Linked DNA regions of Bicyclus anynana: region 1 is linked to region 2. A link is a contact called in public Hi-C data. All regions are on one chromosome and are shown on one strand. The core of a region is the stretch at or near the end of the contact, and the rest is flanking DNA. Distances in the headings are between cores, read along the strand shown. Region 1 holds the start of LOC112056276 (ecdysone 20-monooxygenase). Region 2 overlaps LOC112056276 (ecdysone 20-monooxygenase).

Region 1 (5,427 bases), core at 681-3,180, 64 kb after region 2:
AAATCAACTACAACTAGGTATAAGTATAAACAATATTGATTTCGTGTAGTACGTGGATTATAGGTCCAAAATATATCGATATTCATTAATAAAAGTTAAGGATTTTAAAACTAAATTTAAAAATGGTGTATTGTTTTCCTATTTACCAAACTTCAAAAACGGTCATCCACTTGCGTTTGGGATCGTTTTGTCAAAAAAAAAATAAAAATAAAAATTTTCATTCATCATCGTAAAAAAATATCACATTTATTGAGATGTGATTATCACAAAAAATTTTTTTTTTCAATCTAGTAGAATGATAATAAGCCATACCATTTTAAAAAAGTATCAACTAGCCTATTAAGCAACACTTCACGGAGTATGTTATTATTTTCTATGATATCTCATTTTCTTTTTCATTGTCGTTAGAGTATGGACTTCTGGAGTAGAATTAACTTATTAAACTTGGCCATAAGTTTATATAATAAAATCTTGAAATGTATCTTTTGGCTTGGAAAATATTTTCCATATATATTTAAAAAATAATGATGCAAATGTTTTGGTAATCATTTAACACATAATATATATCTTGGTCCTAATTTAAATCCTTTTATTTCATCAATATCTACATTGCACAAATTTCTTAATACAAAAGAAATCCACAAGAATTGATTATTCTTTAAGATGAGGAAGGAAATGACAGTAGGTAAGGATTGTATACATGTACATTTTCCTTTATTTCGATTAGTAATACTTTACAAGCACTTTTAAAACGTCAAGTTATGTCATGATTGTGGTGGTGAATGGTGGTAAGTAAAGTCGAAATGTATGAGCACAATCCTAAGTTAATATTTGGCAATTAAAAAATACTATTAATTAGTATCTTCCATCCAGTATCTAGTCCACCTGTTCGCAGTGCAAATTCAAAAAGAAAAGAGCTTTCGTTACATTCTCAATTAATTCAACGTAAAAAGTAAATTCAAAGCCGACGGACGTTCTACGTCGATTCCAAAACACGCAACACCGTCTAATCAACGTGGATACAAAAGAAATATATGCCTGAATAATGTATAGACTCCAGACAGAAAAAGTTTAATGTTCTATGGTTTATGTAGCTACATGAAACACTAATATGCTGCAATTTTTAATCTTGCGTTTTTTACGCACACGAAATGTACGTTACGTTTATCGCAAACTGAAATACAAACTTGTAATGAAAAGTTACTTAAATGTAACTTAGTTTAATTATTACAATAAATAAAACATTTAAACTAAGCTTCAGTTACATATTTCATAGGGTTTTCTTTTAATTTTTACACACTAAAACAACACGAATTCTATAATAATAATAATTCATTCATTGAAAACTTTTTCACAGACACGAAGAAAATCTTTTCGCTTACTGCACTATAAAATTTGCTTTAGTATGTAATTTATTTTGTTATAATTAAACACAAATTCTGAGTACATAATTATATAAATAATTATAACTTCCACACACACGAAAAGTTATGAAATATACTTTAGCTTGTGACTTGTGACTTATTATATGTTTTAGTTATTTTAAAAGTTACTAAAACATATTATGTAAAATATTAATATTTATTAACTATGCATTTACTTGCTAGATATTTAAATATTTTTAAATCATTACTGTTCTATATAATCTACATTTAACACATTTTCTACTGTATATAATCTACATTTAACAATTTTTTAAAACTCACCCAAAAGCTTTCCACGTAATGTGAAAAAAGGAAGACACCCGGAAGAGACATGATAGTCCATTTAAATTCACACCACGACTGACAGCGGGATCAAATTGCTCTTTTTATATATATACACTTATTGTTTACTAACATCACCGTACATAGAAACTCCTTGCCGATAGTCGTATCTGCTGCTACAACAAACGTTGAGGGTGCATGAACCGGCGAGTAGCGACTGAGGAGTCCGCGAGACGATCGCCCCTATATATTATCTCGCTACTTCTTGCTGAACCATTTCATGCTCTACATCTACGAGCTAACTGTGGATCTTAGACATTTGGATACCAATCGACCATCAATACATTAATACATATTATAGCTATACTTAATATTATAAATGTAAAAGTAAGTCTGTCTGTCTGTTACCTTTTCACGGCTGAACCGATCAAGGTGAATTTTGGTATTATGATAAATGGGACCTTGGAGCAAAACATAAAGAACATTTTGACCCCAAATTAAAAATAGAATGAACATAGAAAAAAAAGTGGGGTTGAAAGTTTGCATGGAAAGTCCTTCATTTTTAGAGTTGCAGTTTTAAATTTAAATAATCATAAAAAATACGAAATATGATTCAAAAAATTTTAATATGCAACCCTCATGGTAGTGAAGTAGGGGTTGAAAGCTTACATGGATTTCTGAATCATTAAAAGAATTGTTAGTTTGTTTGCATCGAATAGGCTCTGAAACTACTGATAAGAAACAATTTGAAAAATTATTTCACTTTGGGAAGCTACACTATCCCCGATTGCTATAGGCTATATTTTATCCCCATATTTTACGGAACACGGGAACCACACGGGTGAAACCGCGCGGCCTCTACTAGTATCTAAATAAAATTGAAGTACCTGTATTGTGTTATCAAAATAACTGGATTTTCTCAAACGATTATAATGTAAATAATAGACAACGTAAAATTCAGTTTGCACAAATCCCGCGGGAACCTTGGATTTTTCGGAATAATAAGTAACGTATACGTTGCTCAACAACCTCCTCTATATTCCACTGAGAGTCCCATTAAAATCTGCTCAGCTGTTTGAGAGACAAAAAGACAGACAAACAAAAACCTTTTAAAAAATTTGTATGTATTGTGTAATGTAACTAAAATTATAGTTATTTACACATAAATATATTATACGTTAATTATTATTTACACGATATTAACTAACATAATAAAAAAAAACTTAAATAACTTAAATAATTTAAGATTTTTCTGTCTATCTGTCTCATTATCTTTTTATCTGGACTGGGCTAGTACGGCTGAACCGATTATAATAGGACTTTCGTTGGAACACAGAGGAGTTGTTGTTGAGCTACTTTTAATTCCGGAAAAGCCAAAGTTCCCGCAGGATTTATTACTGAATTTCACGTTCACCAAGTCGTGGGCATTCGCTAATAATTTATATCTATACTAATATTTTAAAGAGGTAAAGTTTGTGGTATTGTAGGGGGTAATCTCTAGATCTACTGAACCGATTTTGAAAATTCTTTTACCACTAGAAAGTCACGTAATTTGTGAGTGCCATAAGCTATAGTTTACCTCCTTATTCTCACAGAAACGTGAACTACGCGGGTGGAACCGCGGGGCTTCGGCTAGTGTACTTAAATTACTTTCTTTGATGTCCAATAAAATTAAATGTAAGGGCCCGACAAAAATATTGTAGATCAAGGCCGTGCGCGTGTGCCTTTATAAGATCAATTGCTTGTTAAATATTGTCCCTTTTTTGTAGATCATTTTTTCCATCTTACTTCTTACTCGCTCCCTCACGCGGTTTTGTCCGCGTATTCATTATGTTAATTAAGAAATTATATTTTGAAATTGGATTCAAATTTTATTTATTTAGTTATAACGGCGGTTTTATTTCGAAATATCAACACTATACATTTGGTTTTTTTTTTAAAAAAAAAAAGGATATTTGCCATATATCTTAAAATATGACCAATATTCCCATTCCCCTCCAATCCATCCTCCCTCCTAGTCGGAAAAGACTGTGCTAGGAGTGGGTTCGACAATAGACACCAACGGGGTGAGGATTGAACCACCGCCCCTCGGTGATGAATCCGACCGCTCTTACCGTTGAGCTATTGAGGCTTTAAACTTTAACTTTTATTAGTTTTCTTCTAAAATTAAAATAATGATTTTAATGAATCGCGAAATGCCAAACGCGGCACAATAACCTCAGCTAGACGTTTGTTCTCACCATCACACAATATCTTTACTAATACTGATATATACTAAACAAGTTAAACCCCTTTCCGTCTTAGATTGCATCATCACTTACCATCAGGTGAAATTGTAGTCAAGGGCTAACTTGTAAAGAATAAAAAAGAAATATCGGATATATAAATCACCATATTCGGCTCACTGCTGAGCTCGAGTCTCCTCTGAGAATGAGAGGGTTTAGGCCAATAGTCCACCCAATGCGAATGCGGATTGGCAGACCTCACACACGCAGAGAATTAAGAAAATTCTCTGTTACGCAGGTTTCCTCACGATGTTTTTCCTTCACCGTTTGAGACATTTAAATAAATAAAGTTAAATAAAGTTGGACGTGCATACTCCGGACTGGATTCGAACCCACACCCTCCGGAATCGGAGGCAGAGATCATATCCACTGGGATATTGGATATATATACAGATCCCTATTACCGTAAGGAAACAAACATATTATTAGTTGATATTGAAGTCATTAAACTTAGCCGAGAGTTATCAGCTGTAGGTAGGGAGAAAAAAATAACATTTATATCGTCTTTAAAAGCATTAATAAAACAAGAATCGTTTGATAAAACTGCTAATATTGTGACATAACGAACTATTCTGTTTAATTTATGTAACTTCTTACATATTTATGCTTTTTTAATATTTTTATTTTTGTTAAGTATACCATGACCGTATATTGCTGGTAGATCTAGAAACTAATATATACTAGGTACTCGTAATATTATAAAGCTGAATAGTTTGTCTATTTGTTTGCTTAAACACGTTAATCTCAGGAACTACTGGTCCGATTTGAAAATTCTTAACTGTAACTCTAAAAATGAAGGACTTTCCATACAAACTTTCGACCCCTATTTCACCGCCTTCTTTTTATTTTCTCAATAAAAAGTATCCTATAACCTTCTCCTTATTATGGTCTTAAACCGTGCCAAATTTCATTTGAATTCATTCAGTAGTTTCAGCCTGATGCCCGAATAACAAAAAAACACGGACAGACAGACATACAGACAAAAATCGAAAAAAAATATTTTTAGCTTCAGTATTGATTATATAATGCCCCCCCAACAAATATCTTCAATATACAGAATGTACAAAATGTACAGAATTCGTATTATAAGTATAGATTCTAGATGGCGCTGTCGTCCGTTATGAAACGCTAACGTTTGTTGTCACAAATGGTATAAGTAAAGTCTCAAATTGCGAATTAATGTATGAATTTGACCAGTTTTATTATAAGTATAGAAGATAGAAATAGATAGGAAAGAAATGAAAATGGAAAACCTGCATATCAGAATTCTCTACAAAGCTAAATCCTAAAATCCCTGACTCCTTTTAAAATCAATTATACTTTTATTTTCAGTATAGTTAACATAGTTAATGTAGGTAGGTATCCTGTACCGACTTCGTAATGTACAGAATTCGTATTATAAGTATAGATTCTAGATGGCGCTGTCGTCCGTTATG
Region 2 (5,442 bases), core at 2,314-4,813:
GCTTTAATAATTATTCATTTATTGTTTTCATTAAAGATATGCTGACCTTTTCAAAGTCTTGTGCTACTTTCATTCAAATATCATGTTAAATGCAGGTTGGCGATCATATTAAATATTTTAGCTATTTTATAATTTGAATAGTATCCGCAGTGTCAGCAGGTTGTTACTGATCGTTAGATCCTTTTAGGTTTTATTTAAAATATAATCAAAAGCATTTTTAGAAATTTTGATCATCTATCAAATAATTAATTATTATGCATTTAATGCACAACACGTAAGAAGCTACGCTTTTATAGAACAAATGTCTCAGTTGATATTCGTTTTACTCCTTTAAATATAATAACATCTCACTGGTAGACTATAGCATGCATGTAGTGTTCACTTAAAGAGGTATTTATGGTTGATAATAATTATATAAATATGCTTTTTGATATTAACACAGCCATATTTTACTACGTATTACAGTTACAAACTAAGCTTAGCATAGGTAAATATAAAACACTTAACTATTACATATTGTCTAGATATCGGAATGATTTCAACTGATTTGAAGTGTTAACAATAAGTTTAGTTAATTTTTTAAAGAATATTTTTCATGTCTGTTTTAAATATTCCCATTCCCCTACAATTAGTCGGAAACACTGTGTGCGGGCGGGGATCGAACCCATTGTGTTGTGAGTGGGTTTTACCACTCAGCTATTTGAGAATTAACTTTTACCTATCTATTGTTAACTTTTCGATCCAGTATGAAGATTTATCGCTTGAGCAGACTGTGCCAATACCCTGTTGCAAAAATATTACTACTGGATATCTATTATTTTACGAGTAAAAATTACAATCAGTCATGTATTATGTAGTAAAATTAGATTTCCTTGAGCAATAAACGCTCACAAAATGGATTATTGAGAAGTGGCTTTAGGCCAGTCATCTTCTTGGGTTCAAAAACTAGTTATCAGAAGACATAATAACCATGGAGTCTTCTCTGGTTCGAATCAAAACTTCCATCATGTTTATGATTTTATTTCTTAAAAAAAAAAAATATTTGATTTATAATTTGCAGAAGCAAATTTCAAGGCGGCCGCTATACCCAAAAGCCACTAATCTTCTAACCCCACAACCCTGCATAAAACCTAAATTTAGGCACATATTAACGGCTAACACAGATATATTAAAACAGATTGGTCTCTGCTAAAAGAATCATTTGAAAAATCAGCATTCTTTCGTGAGAAAATTCCGACGTATTTTCTGTTCTGTCGTAACATAATAACGTAATGAAGTCTTAAATGCTAATTAAAACAATACAACACGGGAGCAACTTTTAACACTAAAATATAATCAGTACAGTGAGCGGGTTTTAGAGCAATTGATTGCTTTTACACTGAACGATATCGTTACGATTCGTTATCTTGTCTATTTATTAAAGTTGTTTAACATCTGTAATTATCACACTACTACTCGTAAAACTTCAAAAGGCCCTTAGAAATCTAGAACAACCCACATGCTTAGAATTATTTTAAAGAATAATAACCTCATCTTCTAAATACGACTACAATTCCTTCTCCAAATAAATCTTATATTAGACTGAAAAAGCCCATTTGTTTAACTCTTTATGTCTGTGCTTGCCCCTATTTTGTAATATCGTAACGTTAACGTAAAGTGGAAAAGCATAAAATATGACAAAGCAAGTATCTTGCCGCAAATAATAACAACTGGGGCAGTGGTTCACCACTCGACTAGCCGCAGAGATACCGGTGACTTCGGCGATAGCAAGAAGTCGAACTGGATGTCAAGTTCACCGTCGTACTCCACTCGCCAGTGCTGCAATATCTGCGGAATTAGAATACTTAATCATCATCAGTTTTCAATGCTCCACTATAACATAAGTGATATAGAAAATTGCAAAATATGTAACCTTACTCACAATACGGGAGAGGAAAAGTGACGGGCCATTCGGGATATTTACAGAAAGGGTACGCGTCATGCTCTTTTATGATTATACTTTCAATCTGTCTATTGACTTCTCTATCTACGTATGACGACGATTTCCAATTTGACAGTACAGCGCCATCGTACCGGACACGGAAATAAGAAATTAGCTTTATCGTTTTATGTTTCCTATGTTGTGTGGTACCGTAAATCGTTGTGTCTGCTATGATGACCATAAAAGTATGGTTACTTGCCGCCATATTATGGTGGCTACCCACGGATGGCCTTTGGTTTGTGTGGTTGTGTCGCTTTGCCGCAAATATTACACACGTTATCGTGGTTAACAACAATTTTAAAATTACTTATTTACTGTAGCCATAGAACATTAAAGTTTATCACCACAGCTAATTAGAGTCAACTAGAAAAATATGAGTCCATCAAACTCCTTATCTCTAACAAATATGATAATTAATTAAAATTGAACCTGAAACCTTATTCAGCTGGTCGTGCTATGGTTCTCAGAGGTCCTGGGTACGATTCTCGGGTAACTTCAGGATTTATTATTTTGTAAATTGACTCAGGTCTGGTAGTAGCTAGGTATAGACCTTGCTTAGTTAATGCCCTACCGGCAAAGGCATAGGTAGGTACCACCAAGCGATTTAGCGTTCCGGTACGATGCCGCGCAGAAACCGTTATAGGTATTATAAACTTTAATCTGTTCCTAATAAGCCAGCTTCTATCTTAGACATGCATCGTTACTTAATATCAGCCCCTGTAAAATAGACAAATGTTAGGGGAAATTTATTTGCTATCGATAGGTCACGTGATCAAGATCTGTCGTTCCAATACATTTTTCTAGTTTTCGAAGAGTTTGCGATCGTAGAAAGAGAAACGACGCGCCACTTGGCTACAGGGCAGGTTAGATCGCAGTCAAGGGTTAACATTCTCAAGCGCACACCAAACTTGATGAAAAACTTGATCATGTGGGGCTGGCGTAAGCGTCGTGCACATTTGGCGATAAACTTAATCAATATGTGGTTAGCATAAGCGTCCTGCAGACTTGAGGTTTTGATTAAGTGTGGCTAGCATAAGCGTACCGTAGATTTGAAGTTTGGATTATGTGTGGCTAGCATAAGCGTCCTGCAGACTTGACGGTTTGATCATGTGTGGCTAGCATAAGCGTCTTGCAAACTTGACGGTTTGGTGTGGCTAGCTAGGCCTCTTGCAGATTGATGGTATAATCATATGTTGCTAGCATAAGCTTCCTGCAGACTTGATGGTAAACTTAATCAAAATGTGAATGTGGCTAGGCAAGCCGGTAAGCGTCCTGCAGACTGACGGTTGATGGTGGCTAACATAAGCGTCCTGCAGACTTAACAGTAAACTTGATCAATGTGTGGCTAGCTTATAAGTCTTCCACACTTGACGGTAAACTTGATTAATGTATGGCTAGCAAGCCGACAAGCTCTACAGACTTGACAATTAACTTGATGGTGTGTGGCTGGCTTAATCTTACCTTGGCCAGTATCAAATGCAGCTCGAGCTCAACGAATCTCTTGCCCGGACACATCCTCCGGCCGCGGCCGAACGGCGCAACGATCCCGGCGGCGTGGGGTTCGCGGACGTTGATCCAGCGCTCGGGGAGATACTCGCTCGCGCGCCAGAAGTTCTCTTCTCGTCGGCAGGCGGCGCCAGTGTGCGCTAGCACGAACGTCTGGAGCGAAATATGTAAACATTCAATTCATACATTCATTCATTCGTCACAGCTTCACGGTAAAGTGGCTGGGACTCACCAAAGATACCGAGATTTAGACTTGGACATAATATTAAAAAGGAAATTATTTTTCTATATACTTCGGTACCTAAACTCAATTTCCCAACTTGGATTATTTGTTACGACAATTTACTTCAGCAGAGGGCCTAATGGCAGGAATTGAAACAGCGCCATCTAGTAAACGCGTAAATTCGTGATAGTAACAGTATGTAAATATTGAAAACTCCCACAAGGCACACAGCTAAAGTTAATTTGTTCGAAACCATGAGATCTCGATTCGACAACCCCGTATTGACCCCTATAGGTAAATATTACTTGCGTAGTTTCCGTTCCCGTGATAATACAGGGATAAAATATAGCCTATGATCATCATCATTCATCATTATCAACCCATATTCGCTCACTCTCTCACTCACTAGTGAGCGCGAGTCTCCTTTCATAATGAGAGGAAACTCAGCTCACAATGCGGATTGGCAGACTTCACACACGCAGAGAATTAAGAAAATTCCCAGGTATGCAGGTTTCCCCACGATATTTTTCTTTCACCGTTTGAGACACGTGATAATTCATTTGTTAAAATGCACACAACTTTAAAGTTAGAGGTGCATGCCCCAGACCGGATTCGAACCCACACCCTCCGGAAATGGAGGCAGAGGTCATATCCACTGAGCTATCATAGCACACTTCAGTAGATCCAGCGATTAACCTCTACAACCTCACAAAAAGTAACCTCTTTATCGTCTCATCCTATTATTATTGGTTAAAGATAAATGAAATCTGCTACTTTATAATACCAAGTGAAAAATATCAAACCATAACGACCTTACCCCAGCTGGCAGCCGGTTGTCACCGACAGTCATGGGCGCGTCCAACAGTCTCGCGAGGAACGGCGCGGTGGGCAGCAGTCTAAAGGCCTCGTTCACAGCCGCCCGCACCGACGGCGCCGCTGACAACTCCTCGACACGCAGCTCGCCACACGCTGGTAACTCTGAGCGTATCCTCTGCTGCCAGTCCATGCGACCGCTCAACAGGTATAGCAGGAAGACCAGGCTGTTTGCCAACTGGAACATAAATAAGTACATCGTATTGTTATTCGCAAGAATGTGTTCAGATCAAATCAAAAAAAATTAAAATTCATTTATTTCAAATAGGCTTAGTTTACGAGCTCTTTCGAAACGTCATATTAAACTTAAGACAATGGTGATAATAATCATTCGAAAACTTAAAATTAAAGTTACGAGGGTTCCAAACGCGCCTTGGTCCGAGAAGACGAGAGAGAGACGAAGAGAACAACTAACTCAGCCAAGGTTTATTTTTTTTTTTACCACCACTTTACAAACTTATTTAAAACTAAGCACACAGTCAGACACACACACACACAGTTTTTATCATTTAAATACTCATTAACACTATAACAAGACTTTACTAAAAGCTTGCGTTTAATAAACACTTTGTACGTTTTGTTTAGGTGATGATGATCATCACCTATATAAAAAGTTATTGTAAAGGTAGCCTTCCGTTCTTGACGACCGCGACTTGTGACCATAGATAATTATATGGAGCACTAAAGGAAGACCGAGACCGTGTCGCGCGACCACTTTTGTTAATTGCTCCAAATAAATTCATAATAAGCAGTAGGTCGTGCGACGCGCTCGCGGTTGCAGGTCGCCAAGAACGGAAGTCTACCTTTAGGGTGAGGATCTAACAGGAGTACAAAATGTATTACATGACTGGCTACTTAT

The links. Hi-C and Micro-C count contacts between places; a contact is called where the count stands out from the background.
Region 1: a contact with region 2 is called in a Hi-C map of whole larva, with 4 times the contacts expected there. The contact joins the promoter of LOC112056276 here to the enhancer-like site in region 2. A contact is called at or near these places in 2 of 2 Hi-C or Micro-C datasets (whole body and whole larva).

Annotation. Positions count from the first base shown.
Region 1 is chr22:8,215,939-8,221,365 of ilBicAnyn1.1, forward strand. It overlaps LOC112056276 (ecdysone 20-monooxygenase), which reads right to left and starts at 1,931. Exons shown (of 9, transcript XM_052888367.1): 1 at 1,707-1,931. The coding sequence starts at 1,757.
Region 2 is chr22:8,150,573-8,156,014 of ilBicAnyn1.1, forward strand. It overlaps LOC112056276 (ecdysone 20-monooxygenase), which reads right to left. Exons shown (of 9, transcript XM_052888367.1): 7 at 4,528-4,761; 8 at 3,443-3,640; 9 at 1-1,827. The coding sequence ends at 1,723. Among protein-coding and RNA genes, the nearest start is that of LOC112056278, 5.5 kb to the left of the region's middle. Within about 2 kb of position 3,564, at least 8 of the 8 cell types and tissues checked have open chromatin away from gene starts, as enhancers often do.